4 separate regions of the Mus musculus genome follow, and all the other regions are linked to region 4. The links are chromatin contacts, called in public HiCAR-type and promoter capture Hi-C maps. All regions are on one chromosome and are shown on one strand. Each heading gives the region's core, a stretch centred on a gene start, on an enhancer-like site or on the middle of the called end of the contact. The rest is flanking DNA. Distances are from core to core; before and after follow the strand shown.

Region 1 (3,768 bases), core at 1,025-3,524, 2.0 Mb after region 4:
GAGCAGTCAGTACTCTTAACCACTGAGCCATCTCTCCAGCCCCTTCATTGAACTTTAAAACAAACTCTTTTTAACATTTCTTTATTGATTTGTGCACAAGAGCCATGCCAGGTATGTGGAGATCAGGGAGCAACTTGCTATAACTATTTTTTTTTTTCCTTTCCATTGTGAGAGGCCTGGGGATGGAACTTGGGTTGTCAGGTTTGGCAGCAATATTCCCAGTAAACGTTGAGAAATGTAACGAGGTCTGGCAGGGTGGCTCAGCTTGTAAGGGCACTTGCTGTACAGCCTGGAACCCACATAGCAGAGAATCAACTCTTACAAATTGTCCTCGGACCAATTCTCTCTCTCTGTGTGTGTGTCTCTCTCTCTGTCTCTCTGTCTCTGTCTCTGTCTCTCTGTCTCTGTCTCTGTCTCTCTCTCTCTCTCTCTCTCTCTCTCTCACACACACACACACACACACACACACACACACACACACACACACAGTCAGTCTTTTCATAGGGGCTACAGAGGTACCACAGCAGTTGAGTGCTTGCTGCTCTTGCAGAGGACCACCATGGAGGTCAACAACTGTCTGTCTGTAACTCCAGTTCCAGGGGACCCAATATCCTCTTCTGCTTTTCTCAGGTACCACATGCATGTGGTGCGAAGACACATGTGCAGGCAAGTCACACACACAGTAAAAACAATTAAGTCTTCAGGCTACCTTCTGTCTTCCCATCTTGTATAATCAAGTCCAAACTCGTGCCACCATATCCCACTCCCTCTGGTCCCTGAATTCTCTTCCACCTCTCCCTACTCCAGGCTTCCACCGATCTTTGCCAGTGTTGGGTACTGTCCAGAGAATAACCTACAATAGCTACACTTTTGGTTTTAAATGAACTTCTTAAGTGTACAGCAAGTGAAAGTAAAAGGATAAATAGCAAGTAGTAGACTGGTAGCCCCACTCCATCAAACTGCAAGGTCACAACATCCAGCAGAGATGACTAGAGTAGCTGATGGAGAGAGCTAACAAAGAAAGCATCCATTAAGTTAGAGATTTACAAATATGAAGCAGAAATCAACTGGGGAAGTTGGGGCAGCCAGCTGGAGTTCCTTTTTAAAAATATATTTTCAGTTAAAATATAATTCCATCATTTCCCCCTCGCCCCAGGCACACCATCCTTCAAAGTCCAAACCACTTCACTGTCCTTCCCCATTCAGGGTCTTTTCCTGGAATGTGCTTCTACCAAACGTCAGCCTGCTTCTCCTTCTCACTTCCCTCAAGCCTTTCCACTCAGGACCACCTGACTTAAAGACAAGCAGGCCGGCTCCAGCTTCTTCTCTGTTCCTCTTCTTTATAGTGTTAAGTACCACGTGGCATTTTCTCGTTTGTTTGCTGTATATGTTCTGTTCTCCACACTGGACTGTAACCCGCAGGAGGGCAGGGATTTTGCTGTCACTAATGTTTTGCTGTGTTAGAAACAAACCCTGTGTCTTTCACATGCTGGGAAAGAAATTTTCCCTATTAATTAATTCATTTATTTATTCACTTTACATTCGGATCACTGCCTCTGCCCCATCCTCCCTTGAGCCCTAGTTAGACCCAGAGTGCTCCATACAGGCCAGGCAAGCATTCTACCACTGGGTTACATCCCCATCCCAGATTCTGATTTTTTTTTTTTTTTATTCCGTGTTCAATTCCTCCGAGTATTAACTTTTTCCTTCAGGGTACATTGCCAATGAACAATTATAGGAAAATTCAATCAAAAAGTGAACGAGGACCAACTCTTTGTTTTTTTTTAAAGATTATTATTATTTATGTGTTTCGTTGTGGGAGTATGCGCATATGTTTGCAGAATGTACAAGGTCAGAAAGCCCTAGATCTGGATCCCCCAGAGTTGAAGTTACAGGCTGATGAGGGCTGCCAGGTGTGGGTGCTGGGTCCTGAACTTGGGTCTTCTGAAAGAGCCTCAAGCACTTTTAACCACCGAGTCATTTCTGTAACCCCACCTTCTGTGTTTATTGAACTCTTGATCCTCCTGCCTCCACCTCTCAAGTACTGAAATTGTTGACATGCGTTTGCTGGGAGACCCATAATTTGGGGGGAAAAAAAAAAAGAAAGAAAGAAAAGAAAAGAGGAAAGGCATGTGACAAGTGAATTGGCACCAAGGCGAGGGAAGGGTGTGTCGTGGGATTCACCATCAGGTGGCGATGTCGCCGGAGGGCGCTGGGAGTCTACGGGACCGCGCCGCTCTTTCCGTGCGCTTCCGCGCCTGCGCTGGGCCAGGCGTGGGGGGGGTAGGGCGAGTCATATGACCCGCTGGGCTTCCTGGCTCCGGCCGTCGCTGCCGCCAGCCTCTGTCTGCCCGCGTCGCGCCAGGGGCCCCGCCGAAGAGCCGTTGGCGGGTTCGGGGCCGATACCCGCTCGTGGGAAAGAGTGTCCGCTGTCGTCCGCGCCCGTCCACGCTCGCAGCCGGCCGCCGCCATGCTGGCGCTCATCTCCCGCCTGCTGGACTGGTTCCGTTCGCTCTTCTGGAAGGAGGAGATGGAACTGACGCTCGTGGGGCTGCAGTACTCCGGCAAGACCACCTTCGTCAATGTCATCGCGGTGAGCAGCCCTCTGCGGGCGGCCTGGCCGGCGTCTCGCGCCTGTCACCTCCCCGAAGGCCGGGCCGGGCGATCCTGCGTGTGTGGGCCTCGGAGTTGTAGCCGGAGGGTCGGCAGCAGGAGGGTCAATTCCACGTTGCGTTTTGGTGGTGGTGGTGGGGGCTGTGCCTTTAACACGGCCTGGAAAGGGTTAATCCGAGTCTGCCACACTTGCTGCCTTTCGGGCCGTAGAGGCTGAAGGGTTAATTCCAACCTGTCACTTGTTCACCCGGACGGGTGAGCCTGGCCTTTTCCAGAACGCCTGCGAAGGGGACGCCTCTCCTAAGTCTCCACTTGGGACGATGGAGTCGCATTGTGAAAGCAGGCAACCCGTGTGGGCGCTTCTGTGAATGCCAGGGGGAGCCTCGGCGCCTCCAGTTCGCTTGGTCTTTGTCACTTGTCCATGGAGCGTCGGAGAGCAAACTGATGACCTAGCTTACTGGGGGAAGCTGTTGGAGAGACCATTCAGATCCCAGTATTTTCTAAGACAGGGAGCAAGGGCGAGGCGAGTCTCGGTTTCTCCACAGCTGATTGTGTTAAACGGGTAGATAGATGGATCTGCATTCAACATAAAGTTTGCAGGCTTTGGTCTTTAGAGAGATTTTTTTTTTTCTTCCCTCTTGCAGAAGGAATTTGTTTGGATTGGGACGTAGCTTATGGAGGCTCAGGGAAGTTGCCTAGTAAATATAATGTGAATTCGGTGGGAGAGTGGTCGTTGAGTTTTGCGTCTTTGATTGGTTGGGAAAGGAATGGGCGTGAATGTCAGTCTTTGGAGCCAAGGAGTCATTGCACAGTTTTAGGGCTGTACTTAGAGGGTTGAGCTTTACAATTGTTCTGATGAGAAGTGGCGGCAGTTCCTAGACCTTCAAGAGGATTGTTGCAATCCTCACACAGGAGACAGCTGAGCTGCCCGACTGGTTTGGCTACACACTGCCCTGGGAAAACCTAGGTAACGTGTGACTCAGTCCCTGTAGTAATAGAGCAACAGGCGTCAGAGAGAGGAGCGGAGGCTCAAATCTCTTTCGAAGATGGCTGAATATATAAGTGTAAGGAAACTTTCCCGAACTTCATGTTAGGCTCTTTCTATGTTGCCTCTACCCCGACCCCAAGAGAACAAGGCAGAACAGACTTTAGACT
Region 2 (3,645 bases), core at 696-3,195, 2.3 Mb before region 4:
GAATTGTTCTAGTCTAAAGGAACTGCAGGGACAAAAATGGAGAAGAGCAAAAGAGAAAAGAGGTTCAGTTACAGGCACAAATTGAGATCCACCTCAAGCGGAGGTCCCAGGGCCTGATTGATGCTGTGGTATGCTTGCAGATGGGAGACTACCATGGCTTCCCTCCAAAAGGCCCAACAAGTAACTAAGAGTTAGATGCAGATACTAACATCTAACCAATTGACAGAAGTTGGGACCCCTGTGGTTGAATTAGGGAAAAGCTGTAAGAAGCTGAGGAGGAGGGTGACCCATAGGAAGTCCAGCAGACTCAACTGACCCGGACCCCTGAGATCTCCAGACACTGAGCCACCAACCAGGCTGCATATACCAGCTGATATGTGGCCCCCAGCACATATGGCAGAGGACTGCCCAGTCTGGCCTCAGTGAGAAAATATGTACCTACCCCTCGAGAGACTTGAGGCCTCAGGGAGTGGGCAGATCTGGTGAGTTAGGGGAAGGGGGTGGGGACATTCTCTTGGAGACAGGGGTGAAGGTACAGGATGGAGAGAGGTTTTTGGGGGGGAGGGTGTGGCATACCAGAATGGAGGTGAAGACTGGACTGTAAAAACGGATTACAGAATAAAACAAAGTTACCTTTCGACAGAAGTTCATTGGATTTGTGGTTGTAGTTTTCCTAGTATCCATATCCTTTTATTTAAACTTTCAGTGGGGCCTAGCAAACACAGAAGTGGATGCTCACAGTCATCTATAGGATGGATCACAGGGCCCTCAATGGAAGAGCCAGAGAAAGTACCCAAGGAGCTAAAGGAATCTGCAACCCTATAGGTGGAACAACAATATGAACTAACCAGTACCCCCAGAGCTCGTGACTCTAGCTGCATATGTATCAGAAGATGGCCTAGTCGGCCATCACTGGAAAGAGAGGCCCATCGGTCTTGCAAACTATATATGCCTCAGTATAGGGAAACGCCAGGGCCAAGAAGTGGGAGTGGGTGGGTAGCGGAGTGGCAGGGAGGGTATGGGGGACTTTTGGGATAACATTGGAAATGTAAATGAAGAAAATACCTAATAAAAAAAGTAAAAAAAAAGAATATGTCTTTGTGTCAGGACCTGAAAATGTTCTCATGTTTTAGGCATGTTTGGACACATTAGGATCTCTATGTATATGCATGCGCTCTATGTGTGTGTGTTATTTTTCAAGCTGTTAGTCTCTTCAAAAAACATGCCTTGACACAGACATATGAAAAAGTTTAGTCAGAGAGCTCCATGTGAAACACAAAAAGTATTTTTTTAAAAACAAGGAAGAAAAAAAATAAAAAGGCAGAGCTATAACACAAACACCTGCAAACTCCTTCTTGATCCAGGAAACTGTAAACAAACTGTTTCTGAGAACAACACTGTTTCTCTGGACTATTTGAGTCTACTTTATGTCATTTGCCATCTTTAAGAAGCCTAATGCACATTAGTTTTTCATTTGGAAGGGTATAGTGATAGCCCTTTGATTTTATGTCCCCCTTCTCATCACTTTAACTAGCACCAGGAGCTGCTGGCATGCTTCAGAAAGCTTACATTTGAACACAGTCTAAATCTGTACAGACCCTTGACCGGCTTAATCCTTGCTTGTAAATGACAATGCAGAGGAAGAAAAAAAATAAAAAACTACTTCCTTTCCTGTTGGATACCTAATAAGTAGTTAGTCTGACCCAGTTTTCAATAAGAGCGATTTTCTGATGACCCAACAGGAGTGACTATATCTAGTCAAAGAATGAGGGGGGTGAATTTAATCTTTTATGCCACTGGAATGGCAGCTGCTCCCAGCTGCCTGAGTCTGTGAAGGGTGAGGAAGACAGAACTGCCTTTCAGTGTGCAGAGAATTTTCCCTTTGAATATTCCAAACGGGAGCTTTGCACATGTGCCTCAAGAACTAATTGTCTAGGTTCCGTCAGGAATGCAGCAGGAGAGGAGCGTATTTCATGCTTAAGACCAGAGAGGAGCCACGCAATACTCAGTGGATAAAAGGCTTGCAGTCCCAGCTGGGAAAAAGAGTCCCATTATCTCCCAGCTGCATAGACATTCCATACGGCTTGGTTCTGCCTGGATGCACAGCATGCCTGACTGAGGACTCCAGACAGAGTTCTGCAGAAAAATTGTAAAGATCCCGAGACATTTCCCTGGTAAGATCCGTAAGTACAGAATTGCGCTGTCTGCTGCAATGAGAATTTTGCTGGGCAAGCTGCAGCTTTTCTTGCTTTCAATCTCTTTGTATTAGTAAAACAGGTAAACGCTGGGTTTGTGTGTTTGGTGGTGGTGGGGGGGAGTGACTGTTTCATTGATGCTGTGTTTTTATGAAGCTGATGCTTAAAATATGTTTATTCCCCGTGAGAGAAAAATGACTTGAGTCTCTATCGGGGGAGGCAGGATCAAACCAGGCAAAGTAAGATGACAGGTATATTTTTTTAGTGTTTCACTAGTCTTTGCTGCAGTAAAACTAACGGGCAAGACTGGATGACAGTGCTAATTCTAGTACTTTCCGATAGCTACACACCCTTCCAGTAACGGCAGATCAGAAGATGTGCACTGCAATTTTTTTTTCCTCCAAAGGCTGAGGGGTGGGGTTTGCAGTATCTACAGATAATTTAAAGGAACGGTTATAAAACTTTCTTGGGAAGGGCTTTCATAATGAGAGAAACACTAGAGTAGAGGTCAAATGGGTGCACCAAATTTCATCTGACATTTTGGTTGCACCCAGCTTACAGATAATAGCTTGCAGAATCGCCTTTTCTCTCCATTCACAGCAGCTAAGCCTGTTATGATAAGGATCTTTTAATACTTTATGAAAGTTTCAGAACTTGATGGCTTGGGAGCAAAACTTTGCAGAGTTCTGAGATTAGTCACTCTATATGGCTCCAATGTTAACATGATGCTATAACATTGGAGGTTTGGGGGGACGTTGTAGTTCATAATTCTTGTTTCTCCCAATGAAAACGACTACAGTTTAGGTAGTCAGCATCCTGACTATGTCCTCTGAGAGGCAGTCACAGAATGACAAATATTATGGCAAAGATATAATGAGAATTAAAAAAAAAAACAGAGAGAGCAGTGGCATTGTAAAAAAAATCATCTTGAAAATAAGGGATACATATTGTTGTTCTACAGTGACAGTGTTTCTCAAAGATATCTATAAACCAAGGAGCCATATGTTGGCTGTTGAAAGTCTTGTTCTGAGCAGTTCTTATTTATCTGATGGATTTGTTCATTATCTTTTAAAGACATTATTGTTGTAATATGTCACCAATTTATGTGCACCACAAACTACAATAAAATAAGATATTTGAACACTGTTTTGCTACACCCCCACACACGTGAAAAATGTATACATACATTTTCGCAAAACAAACATATGCCCACAAAAATGCTGGCACAATTTGTACAGCAAACAAAACTACAGAGACATTTCATGTTTGATGCTTCACAGATTTTTTTTTCCTTAGCTTAATCATGGCTATGCAGTATAAGGTTTTTCAATCAAGAAACTTTTATATAAGGCCTTTCTATGAGGCTATATAAATGCATAAGTTATCAACTCTTAGTAAGAGGCTCATCACTTAAAATCAAATTTGTTTCTTACTTCAATTGAGCATTTCT
Region 3 (3,789 bases), core at 177-2,676, 2.1 Mb after region 4:
TTTTCTATGGTTATTAGACTCGTCTTTTAAAATTAGGGCTTTTCTGTAATGTGAGAACAGTTGCTGTCATCAGTGGCTGACAGCTGACCAGAGTGCAAGCTACATTTCAGCTAAAATTTGCACAGAAGTAGCTTATGGAGGAAACAAAGCATAGCTTTAATGTCCATTTTCAGTTTGTGTTAGCTTCAGGGAGGCAGAAACTAGTAGTTCCGTGTCAAGGACTGGAATCAGTTGGTCTTATACAAGTTTATCCAGTCCAGTAACTTCTTCCCCCTCCCCCCTTTTTTTTTGTATACTGCTCAGGCCTTTGTATCTCACAAAATAAGCTCTCCCAACCCAAAGAACTTAAATTGTTGCTGGCTGCTCTGTTGTACCCTATCACATTGCAGGGACAATTCTGACCCCAAAATGGAAGGAGAATGGTCCAGGATTTACCTAAGTCCTCCCTGTCATTGCCTTCAGGTTGGTGACAGGCATTACTGATTTCGTTACTTCCCCTATTTTTTTTTTTTTTTTTTACTTTTTTATTTTTATGTTTTGCAAGTTTGATAGACACAGGGTATAATCTTAGGAAAGGCAAAACTTTTACAGGCGCTCCAAGTGTTGAAAGCCACAGCCCTTAAAAAACGAAATCAGTAACCTTAATTATAGGAATTAGCACTTGGATGGGATTAAACCCCCAATCTGCCCTACATTTCCAAGGTCGCCTCTGCCTAGCACTGCGATGAGATGATAGGACTGTCAGGAAAAGATGTTTAAATGGTTCTGATGAAAATGATCTGGTGTTAGTTCCCCCTCCCGCCTTGTTGGGATTGGATGTGATCTTGGAGTATTTTAGAAGTATTATGAATTTTTTTTTTCCAAGTTAAGGCGTTCCAATAACAAAACAAAAAATCTGGACATTTCGTGCGGTCTGGACCAGGGAGTCCCACTCCCACCAAGTTAAAAACCTTTCCTAGATATTCGTAAGTACTTCCTTTGCCTAAAGGCCCTGGCCCTTACCTTTCTCACACCTACTACTCCATACCTGGACGGGCTTTCTCCCATCCATCTTCTGTTCAGGGACACCATTTACCCGGGCTAGGGCGGGTCAGAGGCCATGTCTGTGTCCGGCTCCCGGAGCTCCCGTGCCGCGCTCCTATTGGCTGGAAGTTCTTTCCCCAAAAGCCAGAGCGACCTAGGCTCGCCACGCCAGCTAGACCAGACTCGGAACCGCCCAGGGGGCGTGGCCCAGTGGCAGGGCGGGGCCTTGCAGTCCGGGCGGCCTATAGAGCCGGAGGGAGTCCCCGGCCGCGCCCCTCGAGGCCGGGCCGGTGGAGGCCAATCCCCGGCGGCCGGCGGGCGAACGCGGGGCCAGGCGGGCCGGTCCCGTCCGCGGGGCGGGGGACAATGGACCAGTTCCTGGTGCGTCACGAGGGAGTTCCTTAAAGGGGAAGTGAGCGGGCTCCCGGCGGACGCGCGGGGAGGCGGTCGGCTGGGGACGCGCCCGGCGCTTCAAAATAATGCCCGCGGCGGACGCGCGACCATGCAATGGCGAGCGCTTGTCCTGGGGCTGGTGCTGCTGCGCCTCGGCCTCCACGCGGTGCTCTGGTTGGTCTTCGGGCTGGGGCCCAGCATGGGCTTCTACCAGCGGTTTCCGCTCAGCTTCGGCTTCCAGCGCTTGAGGGACCCCGACGGCTCGGGGCCAGTTGGTCCGCCCGGAGGCCCGGCCTGGCTTCATCGGCCAAGGCGCGGAACGGAGGGGCGGCTTGAGACCCCGCCAGAGCCGGGACCGACGCCGGGACCGGGCGTGTGCGGCCCGGCGCACTGGGGCTATGCCCTGGGCGGCGGTGGCTGCGGCCCGGACGAGTACGAGCGGCGCTACAGCGGCGCCTTCCCGCCGCAGCTGCGTGCCCAGATGCGCGACCTGGCGCGGGGCATGTTCGTCTTCGGCTATGACAACTACATGGCGCACGCCTTTCCGCAGGACGAGCTCAACCCCATCTACTGCCGCGGCCGGGGGCCTGACCGCGGAGACCCGTGAGTAGCCCGCGCGCTGCCTTCCGCCCCTCCGGGTCCCTGAGAACACACCAGGGTCTTTAAGGTCCGCAGTAGTCCGAGGTTCCTCCTCTCCTTACCCCAGTGGACTGCCATCCCCTTGATTCTCCCTGACCCTCCAAACTTCAGGACAGCTGTCCTTGTCATTTTCTGTTGCAAATGGGGAAACTGAGTCCCAGAGACCGGAAGGGACAATCACAGTATCCCTTGCTCCAGATAGACACATATCTAAGTGCTGGTTATATAGGTTTCCTTTGGAAAACTCCGCTTCAAAACGAAGCCTCCCCACTCCTGATCAGAATGCCACACCCAAAGCTTTAATAAGGTTAAGGAGCGGGTTCCTAGAAAGGGGCCATCTAGTGAGTTGGACGCCCGGATTGGGATGAGGCGTTAAGTGTTTCTCCTTTCCAGGGGCCGCAGCCTAGACTGAGGGGAGCTTATTGGCAGGAATGGTAGTTGCCTGGCCCAGATTGGCGATCTGGATACTTGAAGGATGATTTCTTAGGCGCAGAGTTGACTGACACCGTCATTGCTTGGTACCATCGTAAACACCAGTGGGGTGATGGTGCTGTCAGAAGGTCAACTAGTCCTCGCAGCCCACTAGCCACGTATGGGAAGGTGGAGTTCCGGGGTTACTCGAGTGGACTTCAAAGTCCAAGACAGCAGGACACCCAGCCAAGTTCCTCCTCCCTGAAGGGTGTGCGTTGCCACAGACCAAGTCAGGCTGGTTGGTGACTGTCGTGTTTCCCTCTCCTTAGATGGGAGTGGAGTTATTAGGTTGTTTGTTGTCTTGGCATTCTACATGGACACCCTTGGACATCTGGCATGTGCATTTCCCTTTACCTTATGGAAGCCAGGAAGGATTCTTAGTTTCAAAAAGGAAAGCTAAGGGCTGATGAGATGACTCAGCCAGTAAGGGCCCTTGGCACTGTGCTCAGACGGGAGTTTGATTCCCCAGGACCCACATGGAAGAAGGAGAAAGAACCGAAGAGACTCCTGCAGTTGTCCTCTGACCTCTACTCGCACTCCGTGACTCCCCCACACAGCTAGCTAGTACTCTAAAAGTGCAGGAAGAGCTATAAAAAGTGGGTTGGTTATCTGTAGATTTGTGTCTGAATTTGCAGCCCGATGAGCTTTAAGAGGGAGCATCTCACACAGAGGGCCTGGGTCTTTTCATAGTTGTAGCAGACTGATGCACTATGTATATGTATACGTCAGCCTTTGTATATGTTGAAAAACAAAAAACAAAACAACAACGACAAAACCAAAGCCTTCCTACTTTATTTCAGCAGTGTGGGGGAATTGAACACACGAAGTTCTTTATAGCTGAGCTAAATTTCAGTCTTTTTTTTTTTCCTTTTTTTTTCTTTTTTTTTTTTTTGTTTTTCGAGACAGGGTTTCTTTGTGTAGCCCTGGCTGCCCTGGAACTCACTTTGTAGACCAGGCTGGCCTCAAACTCAGAAATCCGCCTGCCTCTGCCTCCCGAGTGCTGGGATTAAAGGCGTGAGCCACCACGCCCGGCTTATTTTCTCCCAGTTTCTTTGGGAGGCGGGGGGGGGGGGGGGGGATAGTTATGTGAAGTAACATCGGTCCTTTTTGGGATTATAGGAAGGGAATGAGATGTTTCACTCCTAAGAGACACAGGAGAGACTCCATACCTATGGTTGTTGTTTTCTTCAATTCCAGCCTTCACCCTTCCCTCTTCTCCCCTCCTTTTCCTTCCCCTCCTCTTCTCTCCCCTTTCTTTATCTT
Region 4 (3,499 bases), core at 565-3,064:
GAATAACTGCTAAGTTCCAAATATTAAGAGACACATGATGCAAATTTTCGCTAATCTGATATGAGCTGTAGATTTTTACTCGGGTGCGTTTTCCTTTACCGTGGAAGTAATTTTTTTTTTTCCATTTTTTATTAGGTATTTCGCTCATTTACATTTGCAATGCTATACCAAAAGTCCCCCATAGCCACCCACCCCCTCTCCCCTACCCACCCACTCCCCTTTTATGGCCCTGGCGTTCCCCTGTACTGGGGCATATAAAGTTTGCGTGTCCAATGGGCCTCTCTTTCCAGTGATGGCCGACTAGGCCATCTTTTGATGCATATGCAGCTAGAGTCAAGAGCTCCGGGGTACTGGTTAGTTCATAGTGTTGTTCCACCTATAGGGTTGCAGATCCCTTTAGCTTCTTTGGTACTTTCTCTAGCTCCTTCATTGGGGGCCATGTGATCCATCCAATAGCCGACTGTGAGCATCCACTTCTATGTTTGCTAGGCCCAGGCATACTCTGACAAGAGACAGCTATATCAGGGTCCTTTCAGCATAATCTTGCTAGTGTATGCAATGGTGTCAGCATTTGGAAGCTGATTATGGGATGGATCCCCGGATATGGTAGTGTCTACATGGTCCATCCTTTTATCTCAGCTCCAAACTTTGTCTCTGTAACTCCTTCCAAGGGTGTTTTGCTCCCACTTCTAAGGAGGGGCATAGTGTTCACACTTCAGTCTTCATTTTTCTTGAGTTTCATGTGTTTAGGAAATTGTATCTTATATCTTGGGTATCTTAGGTTTTGGGCTAATATCCACTTATCAGTGAGTACATATTGTGTGAGTTCCTTTGTGAATGTGTTACCTCACTCAGGATGATGCCCTCCAGGTCCATCCATTTGGCCAGGAATTTCATAAATTCATTCTTTTTAATAGCTGAGTAGTACTCCATTGTGTAATTTTAACCTTAATTTTCTGAGTGACTGTATAAAACACAAGAGCTCTTTTGTGTCTCTAGGGTGACTTAATGGCTCTTCTTTTAGGGTCTGTTGGTATGGGAGTTACCTCAACTGGTTTCTGAACATTAACTCCAACTTTAATTCATGACATTTATTCCCAAACTTATGGACAAATCCTCTGGATGTCGTGCAATTCAGTTTGTTAATATTTTTTTTTGTTATTTGTTGATATTAATTGGAGATTGTTAAACATCCTGTCTTACGTCAGTGCAGTTCTCTCTCTCTCTCTCTTTAATAGAATTTATCCAAATATCTACTTAAGTGTGCAGGGCCATGGGATCTGAGATTCAGGCTTTGGACTCCATTATCGGTGTTTGTGAATCTTGAATGGGATAGTTAGTCTGTCGTTTAAAAAATTAGATACCCATGACCCCTGAAGTTAAGAGGCAGGGTGACAGAAAACACAGAAATACTATGGCGTATGCGTTTTTCAAGGAAAACTAGGAAGGTTAAGGAAGTTTAAGCCACAGGTTTGTCTTTTTATTCTCTGCCAATCTCTCCACTATGCATAGGACTGAATAAAATCAAAGTTCTTCCTGTTGCCGGTGGCGAAGTTTACGAAAAGCTGTTAACTGCTAAGATAAAGCAAGTCGACCCCATCTCAAGCACCAAGACAAGAACCTTGATTGCTTTCTCTATCTAAAGCCCGAAAAAACAAAACAAAACAAAAAACAAACAAAAAAAAAAACCCCACTGCCTGTCATGCGCGCAGGCGCAGGAGGAACTGGCTCCACTTAGTAAAGCCTAGCCCCGCCCAGAGGAAGTGGGTGGGACCCTCAGTGGCTTCTCATTCGCTGCGGCTCTTCGTGCGTGCTGACGTCACTGGTCCGCGACCCGGAAGTGCGCGTGCGGCCCGGGCAGCAGGCGGGTAAGCGGGTCTTCGGAGTAGGAGCGCCACGTTTCTAAGACACCTTGGCGACCTGGCTGTGCAGCGTGCGTCTGAACGCGTCCTTGGGAGATGGCGGGAGGTGGAGGCTGCTCCCTACTCTAGGCAACGCCCGGTCTCTCTTCATTGAGCCGTGGGCGGCGGTCGTATCTCAGGGCCGGTTCCCCGCAGTTTTCCAGAGTTAGGGGAGAAAGTCGCTATCTCAGATACGCGACCGGCTTGAGCGTCGCTGTCCTCGCGGCGCGCTACTTTTCTTGGGGCCCTTTAAGAGCTCCCACCTCTTAGAGGTCGGGCATGCGGCGAGAATTGCTGAGGCAACCCCGCAGAGTTCCAACTTGGCATGCTGTAACCTTGAGGCCGACCCTGGGTAGGGGAGGAGGGTGGTGAGCACGTGCAACTGATGTGTTTTTTGGAAACCTGCTGTTGCTGCCGATCTAATATTTTATTTTCTGGCACTCCAAATCCCTCCTGCTTCCCATATAGTAATCATAGCAAGAGTACTTGGGTAGCTGCCACCGAAGTGGTTTAGCGTTCCTGAAAGGATCACTTTCATTTCGGACAGCGTTTGTTGGCCCTCCTTTTGAAGTGTAATTGGCGTTACCTGTGTGTTTGCGCCTTAGATGTGTGATTGGCGACTTGTCTCCAGATGCAGAGCGTCCTGTATCCTTGGCACAGGCAGGTCCTGAGGTGTAGTTGGAGTAGATTGTGCCTTCTGAAGCGATACCTGTTTACAATGAAGTTGCAGTCCCCAGAATTCCAGTCCCTTTTCACCGAAGGATTGAAGAGCCTGACAGGTGAGAAGTTAAGATTGTCCTCTGGGCTTTGGAGTTGTTAACTGCAGAAAAGGACGAGGCAGACATCTTTCTGTCAGTGTTGGGATATTTTTGTAGCGCCAATGAAAGACAGGCCAACTTGGGGTATATTGAGAATGGTGGGAAGTTGACTGCAGCATGAAGCACAACTTTTCTGTGTCCTCCAAGAAATTCCATTTACCATACATTATGTAATGAGACCCAAGAGCTTTAGATATGTGTTCTGAACAGAAGAGAACACGTGCTTGGGAAGTGAAGTGCCTGTCTGTTTCTGTAATTGAAGGAGCTGGGTTTTAAATTATAGAGTCTGATGTCATCTGATTTGTTAACAACGAAGCTCTGTTTTCCTTTGTTGTATTGCTCTCTGAGAGAACAGAAGGAAATAGATTTTTTTCCCTCTTTTTCTGTGTGTGCACCTAAAAAGCCTGTAAATCTAAATATAGAACTGCAATTTAAAACCTGCTGATATATTTAAAAAAATTGGCTTCCAGGAGTATAGTGTGTGGTTGTGTAAACCACCTCAGAGACGGACATGCACTTGAGGTGCCTTGTTATTCCTGGGATGACCAGGGTGCTTGTTCTGTGTTGAGCTCAGAAGGCTACTTACAGGAGTCAATAGTCTCTACTGTGTGTGTTCCAGGAATGCAACTCAGGTTGTCAGTCTTGGTGACAAAGACTTTTACTCAGACACCTCCTAGACCCTTGAAGTACTTTTAAATCAAACAGTGGGATTCTGCTGACTCTCTTTGCTTTGTTTTTACTCCATAAATTATGTTGAAGAAACTGTGAGAAACATTGCCT

The links. Promoter capture Hi-C pulls out the DNA fragments that hold promoters and counts their contacts. HiCAR-type assays count read pairs that join an accessible place to other places.
Region 1: a contact with region 4 is called in a HiCAR-type map of astrocytes, with 5 times the contacts expected there. The contact joins the promoter of Arl8b here to the promoter of Trnt1 in region 4. A contact is called at or near these places in 2 of 39 promoter capture datasets (the 3T3-L1 cell line and embryonic stem cells) and 1 of 115 datasets of contacts at active chromatin or transcription factors (astrocytes).
Region 2: a promoter capture Hi-C map of hippocampal neurons shows a contact between it and region 4, with 6 times the contacts expected there. The contact joins the promoter of Cntn6 here to the promoter of Trnt1 in region 4. A contact is called at or near these places in 1 of 39 promoter capture datasets (hippocampal neurons) and 1 of 115 datasets of contacts at active chromatin or transcription factors (astrocytes).
Region 3: a promoter capture Hi-C map of the HPC-7 cell line shows a contact between it and region 4, with 5 times the contacts expected there. The contact joins the promoter of Edem1 here to the promoter of Trnt1 in region 4. A contact is called at or near these places in 13 of 39 promoter capture datasets (the 3T3-L1 cell line, 3T3-L1-derived adipocytes, the C10 cell line and 8 more), 5 of 484 Hi-C or Micro-C datasets (B cells, CD4 T cells, CD8 T cells and 1 more) and 2 of 115 datasets of contacts at active chromatin or transcription factors (astrocytes and bone marrow-derived dendritic cells).

Annotation. Positions count from the first base shown.
Region 1 is chr6:108,780,785-108,784,552 of GRCm38.p6, forward strand. Arl8b (ADP-ribosylation factor-like 8B) reads left to right here and starts at 2,275. Exons shown (of 7, transcript NM_026011.3): 1 at 2,275-2,593. The coding sequence starts at 2,471.
Region 2 is chr6:104,491,099-104,494,743 of GRCm38.p6, forward strand. Cntn6 (contactin 6) reads left to right here and starts at 1,946. Exons shown (of 23, transcript NM_017383.3): 1 at 1,946-2,174.
Region 3 is chr6:108,827,215-108,831,003 of GRCm38.p6, forward strand. It overlaps Edem1 (ER degradation enhancer, mannosidase alpha-like 1), which reads left to right and starts at 1,427. Exons shown (of 12, transcript NM_138677.2): 1 at 1,427-2,019. The coding sequence starts at 1,526. Gm35417 (a long non-coding RNA gene) reads right to left here and starts at 1,062. Exons shown (of 2, transcript XR_377956.4): 1 at 1,003-1,062.
Region 4 is chr6:106,767,324-106,770,822 of GRCm38.p6, forward strand. Trnt1 (tRNA nucleotidyl transferase, CCA-adding, 1) reads left to right here and starts at 1,815. Exons shown (of 9, transcript NM_001242358.1): 1 at 1,815-1,933; 2 at 2,507-2,680. The coding sequence starts at 2,533.